Linked DNA regions of Mus musculus: region 1 is linked to region 2. A link is a contact called in public Hi-C data. All regions are on one chromosome and are shown on one strand. The core of a region is the stretch at or near the end of the contact, and the rest is flanking DNA. Distances in the headings are between cores, read along the strand shown. Region 1 has its middle 120 kb from the start of Ccnh. Region 2 overlaps Gm34196 (a long non-coding RNA gene).

Region 1 (7,180 bases), core at 815-3,314, 300 kb before region 2:
TATTGCAGTGATTTCCTATTGTATATGTCTCAATAGACAAGTCTTGACACATAATGTATAGAAACAATCTGCTGCCAATAGTCCCAGAGGGCAGACATAAAATTTTAAATCCATTCATGTGTCCTCTTTCAAAATATTTGGAGGAATATCTCTTACTATTGAAAGCTTATTTCTCACAAAGATCTATAACTATTTCATTATTTTTTGCTGTCAAGAAAACTTTTATTTTCTAAAATGAAATAATAATAATGACTTATTATCTAAATTCAAATAACAAGTCTCCCAGAATGTACAAAAAATAAGTGGCTTGTCTCCTAAATGCAAAGATGACTTGGAGAAGAGAAGCCAATCAGTGAGATATAAGCCACATAGAGATAATTACCCAGGTGATTGAAAATAAAATTCACTTTTGCTTTTTATTCCTAGCAAATGGGGTAAAAGCTGCCCCTCTTGAGTTTACATTTGTATATTCATGTCCCCATGGAAACTACTAAGTCATTGCTGAAAGATTAGAGAATTGTATCTACATTTGGTTCTCTTATTCTAAAATTTAAAGAAGGCTTTATTACCTTCCTACTATAAAGAATGCACAGCACTAACCATCAAATAATTACATATTTTAGTTTTGTACTGTATGTTTTCTTTTCTTTAAGAGAAACTGATGGTGCAGATAAAAGATTGCTATTTCTATTGAATATGTTTGTAACAAAACCTTCTTTTGTTTGCACAACAGAAGAAAAATACTCCTTCTAATGAGTAAAGCCTTGCTTGTAAACCACATTCAAATTCCAGCAGCGTGATGTGTTTGAATAGCTCTGAGTTGCAGTAGCAGCACTCTCTGTGATCCGTAAGTGGCAGTGTCTATTTGTATGAGGAGGTATAGTGGCTGTGTGCATTCCCAATGTTGTTGATGATTTGCATGTCACAGACTGCATTTCAATGATGCTGTACGCAAATTAGATACAGCTTCATGCTATAGTGAAACACCATTCACAGAATAAAAATTGCCAGCATTTTTTCCTAGTCACTCTATACATTGAAAGAAAATAATAACTATTTAGACACCCTGTTTCTATAAATTAGAAGATAAAGACATGCTGCACATATTAATTTTCTAACAATTACAGATGTTCATTTCTGGTTAATATTTTATATAAAACAGAATTTTAATATGCCTTCTATATTTAATCTGTTCTACATTTTTTAACATCTAAGTGCTTTTATGTTAGTGTATAAATTATTTAAAATAAATAAATTCTGCTGTAAGTAAATTGGAAGTTTTAAAATGCCATGAATAAATACATGATGATTAGATGTGTGCAAAATCACTCTCTGTTTCTGAAGGAGTATGGGGGGCACAAATGTTTAAGTTCAGATTTTAATTCACCTAAAAGTGTTTGCTGTTCTGAGCTTTTCTTTTGATTTCTAAGAGGAACAGTGTGTATGGATGTACGCATGAATAATGGAAGGGATAATTGTTTCAAATGACAAGAGCTTAAAATTTTTTACAGAAAGAAAATTCACCATCCAGATTTTGAAAGTCTATGAAGCGAGAAAAAGGCACTAATAGGTGAATTAGGAACATAGACAATTTCCATTATGGCATCTGTGAGCTTTCTTCATTCCATTTAAATTTTCTCTCATTTCAAAACGTAGTGATATACACTCCTCCTATTTCAGTTGTGCATGCAGAAGTGAAGCAACTGCTTCCCCCATACACAAAATGATTTGTAAATGCTCTCTGTGAATAAAACACATTAAACGTCATTTGCATATGGTGTGTTAATATGTGTGAAAAATGGTTCACGTAGTACATTAGGAAAGGAATACACAGAAATGACTCTAAAATGCCTTCTATATTTGTAACAATTTAAAAGATAACAGAGCAATGTATTTCAGGTGCATTGGACTTAATTCAGCTGTGATGTTTTCTTTAGAACCTTTATATATTATTTTATTTATTTATTTTTTTTTGGATAAATGCTCCCTTGCGAATTCAGTGCAAGGCGGCCAAGATTTTCAGAGCTGACCAGGAGGTGGAGAGCTTATGCAAATGAGCTCATCTATGCTGGCAGCCCACAATGACTGATTCAAAGGAACACTGTAACCCAGAAGATGAGTGTGAGCTGAGTCTTGTTAGCCAGTGACTCCTTCACTGTTTCTCACTAGGTAGGAGGTGACATCCCCCAAATACACTGCTTCCAAGATTTTCTAGCTATACGTCCATAGAAAGAAGGGTTTGCCTTTTCTTCTTGCAAAGTGGAAATCCCTGTACATTAAAACCTTCATAGATTTACATTTCTAGGCACACCTTTTCTCACCTCTCTCATGTAACACTCACAGGTGCTTCTGTGTACATCCTTACTCCTAGGCTGTCTGAATTATATATTATTAAGTTTCAGTGTTTAATAGTATATTGAATTTGAAAGCAATGTTGAAAACTATGCAATGTATGTAAGCCTCAAATTTTTATTACATTTCTAGTGTGAACTTGCATAAGATGTAATTTTCAAGAATAGTATAATGGGGTATGTTGAATTGGTAAGATATAGGTCCAGCAGTATATTATAACATCATCATTTTAACTCAGATTCTGGTTTCATATACACTTCCGACTTTGGTAATTTACATAAACATGCATAGCCTATGAATAATGCATGAACCTTATTTTCAACGCAGAGCCTTCAACTCTCAGTGCACTAGTATACACACCCATTTGATTGGCTTTGCCCTGCTTTCATTACTCACAGTTTCTTGGAACATAGAAGAGGTGGGAAGAGTGAAAAGAATGGACATTATTCTTTCACGTGTGTGTGTGTGTCTGTGTGTGTGTGTGTGTGTGTGTGTATTGTGTTGTGTTTTGTGTGTGTTTGTATGTAAAATATTATATTTTCTAAGCATTCAATGTTCCAAAGATTCACCTGTGATTATTGTTTCTAGTTGTTGTTCTATTTTTTTAAAGAAAGAATACATTAAAAATGTCTGAATCTACAAAATAGTAATCACAATCAGATATTTCATTTATTTATTTTTATTTTTAAAGCATGCTGCAAAAATCATTTTCTATTTGCATAAATCTGAGCACTCAGATACAACTATTAGAGTTTTGATATCTCAATTATACTTGAGGCAAATTGGTAATGCTAAAACACTCATTAAATACATTTGCATTCAGGAAATATAAGAACTTAACATATTAACTGTATTGACTTGAACAGAATTGAGCAGCGATTAATTCACACATGTGATAAGTTTTCTACATTGGAGACTGACTACAGTTTATCTGCAAGCTTGTCTATATGAATATATGAAATAAACAATCAAGTGATGCATGTGGGATTAAACATTTCTACTAAGTGGAAATTCATCACATACAAAGCAATACAATGGCATGTAAATATAACTTTAATAAAAATTTATTTTGTGTGCTTGCTAGTTTCCTTGTTTGTTTGCTTTTTTAAAAACACTTTGAATATTATTATTTGGAGAACATTTTGCTTCCAGAGGTAGAAATTTTACATTTAAATTTGCTTTTCTGCTTTCTCTCTCTTTTTTTATTATTATTTAATGCATTTCCAAGACTGTTCCCTTTTCTCTCTTCTTCCCCTATTGTATGATGTTTCTTTTAACTCCCCATTTTAACACATTGGTAGACTTTATTCACAAAGTTATGTATGAGACTATCTTCTCCAACTATTTTAGGTTATTTATCTATAGATGATTGTGACCCACCACATGGTTGCTGGGAATTGAACTCAGGACCTCGGCAAGAGCAGAGACAGTGCTCTTAACCACTCAGACATCTCTCCAGTCCCCTAGTTTATTTAACACTTAATTTAGTTTTCATTGAAACTTTCTTTTGATGAAATCTCTATTTGATACAACAAATGCTTATTTATTTTAAAATTGAAAAAAAGAGTGTATTGCTAGATTTGCTTTAGGGAATCTTACCATTAAGGATTACAAATTTTTTTAGTATTGACAATGCTACAAAACTGATACTTTTGGTCAAGACTAGTCTGCACAGGTGAGAGTGTGGACTACAGAAGCTAACAGCTTCTGGGACAGGCAGAAGCTACAGAGCTTCTGAGGCAGACCTCATTTTGGGATCCAGACATCTGGGCAACTTCCCTGCCAGAGGAGAAGTATCAGCCCTGCCCGGGAGTGCTTTGCCAGAGCACCTGGGGGAACCATCTTGGTTCCTTGATCCCGGCAAGACTAGTCTGTGCAGGTGAGAGTGTAGTCCTACAGAGGCTACAGAGATTCTGGGACAGAGCCTGTTTCAGGCCTTCATCTTCTGCCAGGAGGCAGGTCCGAATGCCAGATATCTGTGCACCTTCCCTGCAAGAGGAGAGCTTGCCTGCAGAGAGTGCTCTAACCACTGAAACTCAGGAGAGAGCTAGACTCCCAGGTCTTCTGATAGAGGCTAACAGAATCAGGAGAGGAACAAGCTCTAAACAGTGACAACTATAACAACTAACTCCAGAGATTACCAGATGGTGAAAGGCAAATGTAAGAATCATACTAACAGAAACCAAGACCACTCACCATCATCAGAAGCACTCCCACCTCAGCCAGTCCTGGGCACCACAACACACCTGAAAATCTAGAACCAGATTTAAAAGCATATCTCATGATGATGGTAGAGGACATCAAGAAGGACTTTAATAACTCCCATAAAAAATACAGGAGAACACTGCTAAAGAGTTACAAGTTCTTAAAGAAAAACAGGAAAACACAACCAAACAGGTAGAAGTCCTTAAAGAAAAAGAGGAAAACACATCCAAACAGGTGAAGGAAATGAACAAAACCATACTAGACCTAAAGAGGGAAGTAGACACAATAAAGAAAACCCAAAGTGAGGCAACGCTGGAGTTAGAGTCCCTAGGAAAGAAATCTGGAACCATAGATGCGAGCATCAGCAACAGAATACAAGAGATGGAAGAGAGAATCTCAGGTGCAGAAGACTCCATAGAGAATATCGGCACAACAATCAAAGACAATGCAAAATGAAAAAAGATCCTAACTCAAAACATCCAGGAAATCAAGGACACAATGAGAAGACCAAACCTACGGACAATAGGGGTAGATGAGAATGAAGATTTTCAACTTAAAGGGCCAGCAATTATCTTCAACAAAATTATTGAAGAAAACTTCCCAAACCTAAAGAAAGAGATGCCCATGAACATACAAGAAGCCTACAGAACTCCAAATAGACTGGACCAGAAAAGAAATAGCTCCCGACAAATAATAATCAGAACAACAAATGCACTAAATAAAAATAGAATATTAAAAGCAGTAAGGGAAAAAGGTCAAGTAACATATAAAGGCAGGCCTATCAGAATTACATCAGACTTTTCACCAGAGACTATGAAAGCCAGAAGAGCCTGGACAGATGTTATACAGACACTAAGAGAACACAAATGCCAGCCCAGGCTACTATACCCAGCCAAACTTTCAATTACCATAGATGGAGAAACCAAAGTATTCCACGACAAAACCAAATTCACACATTATCTTTCCATGAATCAACCCCTTCAAAGGATAATAACAGAAAAAAAAGCAATACAAGGACAGAAACCACAGCCTAGAAAAAGCAAGAAAGTAATCCTTCAACAAACCTAAAAAAAGACAGCCACAAGAATAGAATGCAAACTTTAAAAACAAAAATAAAAAGAAGCAACAATTACTTTTCCTTAATATCTCTTAATATCAACAGACTTAACTCCCCAATAAGAAGTCATAGACTAACAGACTGGCTACACACAAACAGAACACAATATTTTGCTGCTTACAGGAAACCCATCTCAGGGAAAAAGACAGGCACTACCTCAGAATGAAAGGCTGGAAAATAAACGTCCAAGCAAATGGTCTGAAGAAACAAGCTGGAGTAGACATTCTAATACCTAATAAAATCAAATTCCAACCCAAAGTTATCAAAAAAGACAAGGAGGGGCACTTCATACTCATCAAAGGTAAAATCTTCAAACAGGAACTCTCAATTCTGAATACCTATGCTCCAAATGCAAGGGCAGCCACATTCATTAAAGAAACTTTAGTAAAGCTCAAAGCACACATTGCTCCTCACACAATAATAGTGGGGGACTTCAACACACCACTTTCATCAATGGACAGATCATGGAAACAGAAACTAAATAGGGACACAGTGAAACTAACAGAAGTTATGAAACAAATGGATCTAACAGATACCTACAGAATATTTTATCCTAAAACAAAAGGATATACCTTTTTCTCAGCACCTCATGGTACCTTCTCCAAAATTGACCATACAATTGGTCACAAAACAATCCTCAATAGATACAAAAATATTGACATTGTCTCATGCATCCTATCAGATCACCATGGACTAAGGCTCAATGTTCAATAACAACATAAATAATAGAAAGCCAACATTCATGTGGAAACTGAACAACACTCTTCTCAATGTTATCTTGGTCAAAAAAGGAAAAAAGAAAGAAATTAAGGTCGTTTTAGAGTATAATGAAAATGAAGCCACAACATACCCAAACTTATGGGATACAATGAAAGCATTTCTAAGTGGAAACCTTAGAGCTCTGAGTGCCTCGAAAAAGAAACTAGAGAGAGCACACATTAGCAGCTTGACAACACACCTAAAAGCTCTAGAACAAAAGGAAGCAAATTAACCCAAGAGGAGTAGATGGCAGGAGTAATCAAACTCAGGGGCGAAATCAACCAAGTGGAAACAAGAAGAACTATTCAAAGAATCAACAAATTGAGGAGCTGGTTCTTTGAGAAAATCAACAAGATAGATAAACCCTTAGCCAGACTCACTAGAGGGCATAGGGAAAGCATCCTAATTACCAAAATCAGAAATGAAAAGGGAGACATAACAACAGATCCTGAAGAAATCCAAAACACCATCAGATCCTTCTACAAAAGGCTATATTCAACAAAACTGGAGAACCTGGATGAAATGGACAAGTTTTTAGACAGATACCAGGTACCAAAGTTAAATCAAGATCAGGTTAATGATCTAAACATTCCGATATCCCTCAAAGAAATAGAAGCAGTCATTAATAGTCTCCCAACCAAGAATAGCCCAGGATCAGATGGGTTTAGTGCAGAGTTCTATCAGACCTTCAAAGAAGATCAAATCCCAGTTCTTCACAAACTATTCCACAAAATAGAAACATAAGGT
Region 2 (6,705 bases), core at 529-3,028:
GACACTGGTGGGCAGGGCTTTGATTTCACACTTTCCTTCTCTCATCTTTAACACATAGTTCAGTGACTTTCATCAAGTTTGCATTCATAAAACACTTATTGAAGGAATAAATTAATATGAACTCTACAGAGTGTCATGTTTGAAAAATGATACTATAATTAGTTCTCTAGCATTCTATTATGTCTTGATAAAAGCTCCTCTAGATGATGGTGGCAGGTGGGCTTATGAGAACTGTACCTTTACTGAAACTTTCTGTCTTTTCTCACATTTCCAGAGGTAAATCTGACACACAACTACAAGAAATTATATATATAATAATTTTTTTCGTGTGTGTGTGTGTGTGTGTGTGTGTGTGTGTGTGTGTGTGATGTGAGGGGGTGGGGGCTAAATGTTAGACATATGTGTCTCCCTTAATCATCCTCTATCTTGTTTCTTGAGACAAAGCTTCCTGCTAAGTATAGAGCTCATGATTGGCTAGGTTCACTGTTCAGTAAGCCCCAGGGATTCTTCTATTTCTGACTCTCCAGGGCTTGGACTGCACTCCAAGCAATCCCAAACCCACCTTTTATAAGGCTATTAATGCTTATTGTATGTATTTGAATGACTGTCTGTATGTTACATATGTGCCCCATCTATGTGTCTAGTGGCCACAGAAGATAGAAAAGGGATTCACCATAATACCCCTGAACTGAAGTTACATGGGTGTAAACTACCTCGTGCAGGTGTTTCGAGTTGAACGCATGTCCTCTACAAGAGAAGTAAATGCTCATAACCATGAGCCTGGCTCCTTAAAACTGTTTTCTTCAAATTTACAAGACTAACATTTGACACACTGAGCTTTTTTTCAAGGCCCAGCTCAATATTTGTTTGATTGATTGGTTGGTTGGTTGGTTGATTGGTTGGTTGGTTGAGACATGGTCTCACTATGTAGCCCTGACTGTTCTGGAACTCATTATGTAGACCTTGCTGGCCAGGGACTCATAGAGGTCTATCTGCCTCTACCACTTCAGCACTAGGGTTAAAGGCCGGTGCCTCCATGCCTCACCCCCCCTCCCACCCCCGTTCATTCTTAAGAAAAGATTGACTTAGTGAAGAAATATGTATTGATGCAGGTCAGAACTTTGTTCAAAGCAGGTTCAGCGTCTCCAGGGTTGTGACAGTGCTTAGACACAGTAAGATCGTTTTATTCCTTTTCACCCTTATTCAGCTTTCTAGTTGTTAGGCCCAGCATCTGAAGACCGTCCCCATCGGTATTCTCTCCAGAGCTGGGCATCTCTCACATCAGGATATCACAAGACCAAAAGCTAACAAGAGAAGACAAGCCCTAAGACATGCTTTAAAAGCCAATCGTCTCAACTAGGCAAAGCCTTCTACATGTAAACTGTTTTTTTTTCTCTTATACAGATAGAACACCTTGTGTATCTCACTAAAAAAAGATATATATTATCTATCTATGTATCTAACCTTTTGAAAAAATGTGATAGGTAAGATATTTTATATAACAACACATGCTGTTGCCACTCTGTATAATTATATTATGTGCATATATGTGCTCACAATTTATAATGGAATATTCTTACTGCCTTGAAAATCACTTTGAAATATCTAAAAGTAACTTGCTTCAGAGTATCTCATCACACAGTGACTAACACCCAGAACTCAGGTGAATGACTCAGCTTTCCTGTAAATGGCTTAAAATGTAAGGCTGAGATCAAGTGTTACTGAAGTAACGCTTCAGTGCTTACACATAGAAGGCAGACAATGAATGCTTGCAGTGGGCTGGGGGAGTCTTCCTGAGACATAGCAAGGACTTGGATACTGGCCCAAATGGAATAAAAGATGCCTAGTCTGAAGAGAAAAGTCATTGGTCAGTTCCAGATGAATTTAGAATGCAAGAAACACAATGCAGTGTTTTGTTTTGTTTTGTTTCATTTAAAACAAAAATTAAACTACAATTCTATGTAAAAGGTATATATATATATATATATATATATATATATAATTAAATTTTTTAACTGTAAATCCCTAGCATGTTGAGTGTGAGATCTTGCCTAGAAAATGTCAGTTTTCACTGTGGACAAATATTCCACACTTCAGCATTTGAGCAATATAATAGAATGTTCACATAGATATAAAATTATAATAAGAGAGATTTCTGGGCTCTAGACCAATCCAGAAAATGTTAAGCAAACAGCATTTTGTGAACGTTTAGTGCAATGCCATGGTGATTGGTAACAGTGGAGTGTTTTTGGTTCCCATTCTAAGACTGGAAAATGGATTTGATGAGTTGTCAACCCCCTGGCTCATTCCTGGCTCTTGAACAGAGGATCTATGCTTAGGAGATACACTGGAAGGACTTCATATAAATATTAATAGATATGGAAGATGTTCATAAATCCATATTTTAGAAATAAAAAAAAAGGTTTCAAAGCCTTTAGATGTGACTAAAGAAAGAAGCAGGTATATGAAATGAAATGAAGTGAAATGAAGCTGTTTGTAAACTTTGGTGTGTAGGAATTTATGCTTTATAGTGCTAAGACAGTCCAGTGAGGGTGACAAAGCCAGACTGAGAGGCCAGTGTGAGTGTTGTACTAGACCTTGAAGAAAGTCTGAGCCCAGTCACAGCAGAAGCAAATAAGCTCTGCCAGACCTTGCATCTTCTTGTTGAGGTAGGAAGAAGAAAGAGGTAGTCCAAGAACATTCAGGTAACAAGAATGCCTGATGTGAGTGAGGAGACCATTTTATGACATGGCAGTCATAAAATGGAAGAATCATATAGAATAGGGCAAAAACAAAAAATGTCCAAAAACATCCATTTGAGTCTTTTTTAGTATTATATTTGATCTGGTTTGTTTGAATTGTTAATGTTATTTTAACCAGAACTTGTGTTTTCTTTACATACCTGGTTAAATGTTGTAAGTGTATCATTAGTAACATTTTAACATGCAATTTAACGAAAGAAATATTGAGAAAAAAAATCACAGGCTCAGTAATCAAATGATACAGGTAGAGAACACAGAATAAATTTTGCCTACAATAAAGGCACAATCTTGATGATTATTAATAAATAAGACACAGGGAAGAGATGTGTGAATGATACAGGAAGACACAGATCCACATTTATTTTGCCGTTTGATAGCCTAGTAACCAGTGTAAGTGACACTGGCAAGTTTTTCAAGCTCCATCTTTACATGTGAAGTATACTTGGTTCTTATTTGGTGGATTTGTTCTAAATATCAGTAATAAGAAAACAGTGAGTGAGATTAGGTAGCATTGAGTAGCATCTATTATTATCAAAATGGTCATAATCAGTCCAAAGACAATTGCAGCTTCCCTTGTAAAATTCATAAACGCTCTTCGAATGATTCAATTTCTCATGCAACCAGAATATTTTTATTTGGAATCTGAGGTCTAGCATTGTAAAAAGAGAAATAGTTCCTAAATTTCTTCATCCTTAGTCTTAATATAGACATTAACTACTAGAGGGTCGTAACTGCTTCTCTCTCTCTCTCTCTCTCTCTCTCTCTCTCTCTTTCTCTCTCTCTCAGCAATTTAAACTATTATGTTTATACAAAGAAAAATTAGAGTTTCCCCTAGGATTCTTGGAGAAAATTAATCTTCTAATGTTTAAATCTCACTGTTCTTCAAGAATGCCCTATTGTATCTTGAGAATGTGTATTGTGTTAAATACAGAAGATGCTGCTGTGTACAGTATGGTTCTCCTCCTTCTGTTTCACTATAGAGACAGAATAGGGTGTTGCTGCAGCCTTGTTGTGAAGCCAAAAAAAAAAAAAAAAAAAAAAAAAACTCAGCCCAGGAAAACTGAGAAAGGAACCTCGACCTGGAATGCCTGCCTCTATGGACAGCTTTCGCTGAAGTACAACAGACCAATGTCATTAAGAGATTTCTGTACACCAAACACACTCCTACTCAAAGGGAGGCAAGGGCGCCATTGATTTGTGTTTATGAAATTGCAAGTCACTCTTCCATAAAACACAGACGGTCCTCCCTCCAGTATATAATGTGAATGTCAAAAGTCAATTAATTGCATTAAAAACTCCAGATTAAAAAACTCAAAAATTCACAAATCTGTGTCCATGTTAAAAATTCTATGTATCTATCATCTATCTATCTTCTTGATATAAACTTACTGTAAGTAACAAGAAAGAAAAAATAAAAAGAAAGTGTAACATTTGTGTAAAATTATTTTCATCTGGATTTAATTCTAGCACCTAAAGAATGAACTTAAAAAAATCTCATCAGTGAAAAAGGAAGGTTAAATTATCAAGATTTCGATCTTTTCTTTATCAAACACAGTTCAGTCATTGTTTAAAGTATCCATTTCTCCAATCTGATAGAAGATTCTTTGTTGACATCTCTTCATACAAAACGAATACTGAGGGAAGAAAGAAAATTTTGTACTTAAGCTTAGTATTTCTGAAATATATATATACTCCAGGTGGTGGCAACTGGTTGATTTTCATTTGCTTTTTTAATACTTGTGAATTTCCTGCTCTTCAGTAATTCTGAGTATCAAATATATCTTTTAAAATGAGCCAAGTTGAGAAACTTACCGCTTTAAAAATTATCAGCTATACATATTTTCCATCACTGTTTTCCTATCGGAAAGCTGCAAACATCTGCACTGATTACAATTAAAAACAGTGTAAAAGATTATCACTCCAATTATAGCCTCCTGTTCTAATCAAAATTCAGTCCTGTTCCCAGACAGCGACGGGCGTGACGCCCATATGCTTTTTTCTTTGCACTAGAACCTCCCTGAGTTCTGCTTTTTCTTTAATCAATGAATATGTAAAGCTCTCTTGAATTTATCTTTATCAGAAAGTAGCATCTTACGTCGATATGATTTCAAAGCTTCTGGAACTCTATTTTTCCTTTTCATTTATATGAACCCACTTGTAGAAATAAAAAAAAAAAACACACACTCTATTATTTTAGTCAACAGAGAAGTTTCTGACCTGCCAAGGTTTTTTTAAAGTGATTATTTTAAGAATCTTCATTATCCCACTTCATATTATTATTGTAATATTATCCTCTTCAAAAGATAGAAACCTGCTAGATTTGAAGTATGTTTACATTAAGTCAGTAGTTATTATATAGAAAGAGACTTTTTAGCGAACAAAGTAATGCATCCCATTGTGACACTTGGATACATGCACACCACACCACTCACATGCATCCCTCCCGCATCCCTCCTCACGCTCTTTCACTGATGTTATGAGTTAGTTCTGCTTACATAGAGAATAAAGGAGAATTGTGTCTGTACCAGTTATTAGAAAAATGTCAAAAATGAACATAGTTTTTAAATGGCCAGGTTCCATGAGAAAGTTATATTTAAAAGTAATCTAAAACATCAATCATTAGAAATAATATAATAGATAGATATAATCAGCAAGCATTTCTTGAATTTATAGATATGCATAGATATAGAATATATAGATATAATCAGCAAATATTTTGTGATTAAGATTATGTTGCCATTCAAGATGGAGATAAAAGAGGAAAATAGCATTTTAAGTGACATAATTTTTGCTCTATAGTCTTTTAGAAGGTGAAAATCTAGATTTGGCATCTTTATGCATATTTGTACTATATACTATATTTGCTACATAGTTTGAAAATTAAATCTTAGTTTTGAGGTGAACATCTACTTTAAAATATATGCACCTTTGTTTAAGTTACAAAATGAAAATATGCACATTGATAGAGACTACAACTATGGCAAATGCATCAGAAAATGTTACATTTATGCTTTTAATTTCTGTCTATGATGGAATCATTGACATTGAATATTCCAGTGTATGTACGCCCACGTTTGCAAGACAAAAGTGAGGAAAAATAAGCAACAAAATTATTTTCTGCTGCAATATTACTTGAAATATTTGCAAGTACTTTGTTAGTTTATTAAATTCTTTTAAATAAATATCTGTTTTAATTTAAAGCCTGGACCAGCATTTGAGCACCACTCCACTTTGTATTTCTTACTGATCTCTAACCACTATAAAATCTGTATTGTTCTTATGTCATGAAGCCTTCGAAATATACTGTTTTATGAAAAAGAAAGAGAGAGATAGAGAGAGAGAGAGAGAGAAAGAAAGAAAGAAAGAAAGAAAGAAAGAAAGAAAGAAAGAAAGAAAGAAAGAAAGAGAGAAAGAAAGAAAAGGCTGAGGCTTTCCCGGATAAAAACACTAGTTGCTGACTGAAATCAAAGATTTATTTTACACAATTAGAAATCAGCTTTTTGTGTCCTTAAAAGGCAAATCCTTAGAAACAATAAAACTAATATAAAAATGTATGAATCAATGAGAAATAAAAGAATTCCTAAGCTTTAGAAATAAATCTCAACTAGAAAAGGAAACCAATTGTGCTACAGTATTTGAAAATGATTTATTAGGCAAAGTATAAAGAGCACACCTGGACATAGATGCATATAATGACATTTTAAAACTATTTTGCAAAATGGGAAAAATACTTTAGCTTTCAAAAAATTCAAAGTTCAATACTCTGAGGACTGCTTATAGGGCGGCCGACATCAGAAGAGAAGTCGAGAACATTTTAGGTACTGTGCCTTTCCAAGAAGGAGGAATGTAGTTATTACCGAGGAATTCAGTTATGTACCGTCTTGCTTCTTGACATTTTATATGAGTGGTGGGGAGATGGTTTATTTAAAAGAAAAGTCTCAAA

Evidence for each region. A called contact is a pair of places that touch in the nucleus more often than the background predicts.
Region 1: a contact with region 2 is called in a Hi-C map of cortical neurons, with 3 times the contacts expected there. The contact joins two enhancer-like sites. A contact is called at or near these places in 2 of 484 Hi-C or Micro-C datasets (both in cortical neurons) and 1 of 115 datasets of contacts at active chromatin or transcription factors (astrocytes).

Annotation. Positions count from the first base shown.
Region 1 is chr13:85,062,290-85,069,469 of GRCm38.p6, reverse strand. No RefSeq gene overlaps it. Among named protein-coding and RNA genes, the nearest start is that of Ccnh, 120 kb to the left of the region's middle. Within about 2 kb of position 2,064, at least 26 of the 459 cell types and tissues checked have an H3K27ac peak or open chromatin away from gene starts, as enhancers often do. A contact at or near this core is called in cortical neurons, where this site is marked.
Region 2 is chr13:84,759,189-84,765,893 of GRCm38.p6, reverse strand. The region is part of intron 2 of Gm34196 (a long non-coding RNA gene); the gene reads left to right. Among named protein-coding and RNA genes, the nearest start is that of Gm34246, 87 kb to the right of the region's middle. Within about 2 kb of position 1,778, at least 7 of the 459 cell types and tissues checked have an H3K27ac peak or open chromatin away from gene starts, as enhancers often do. A contact at or near this core is called in cortical neurons, where this site is marked.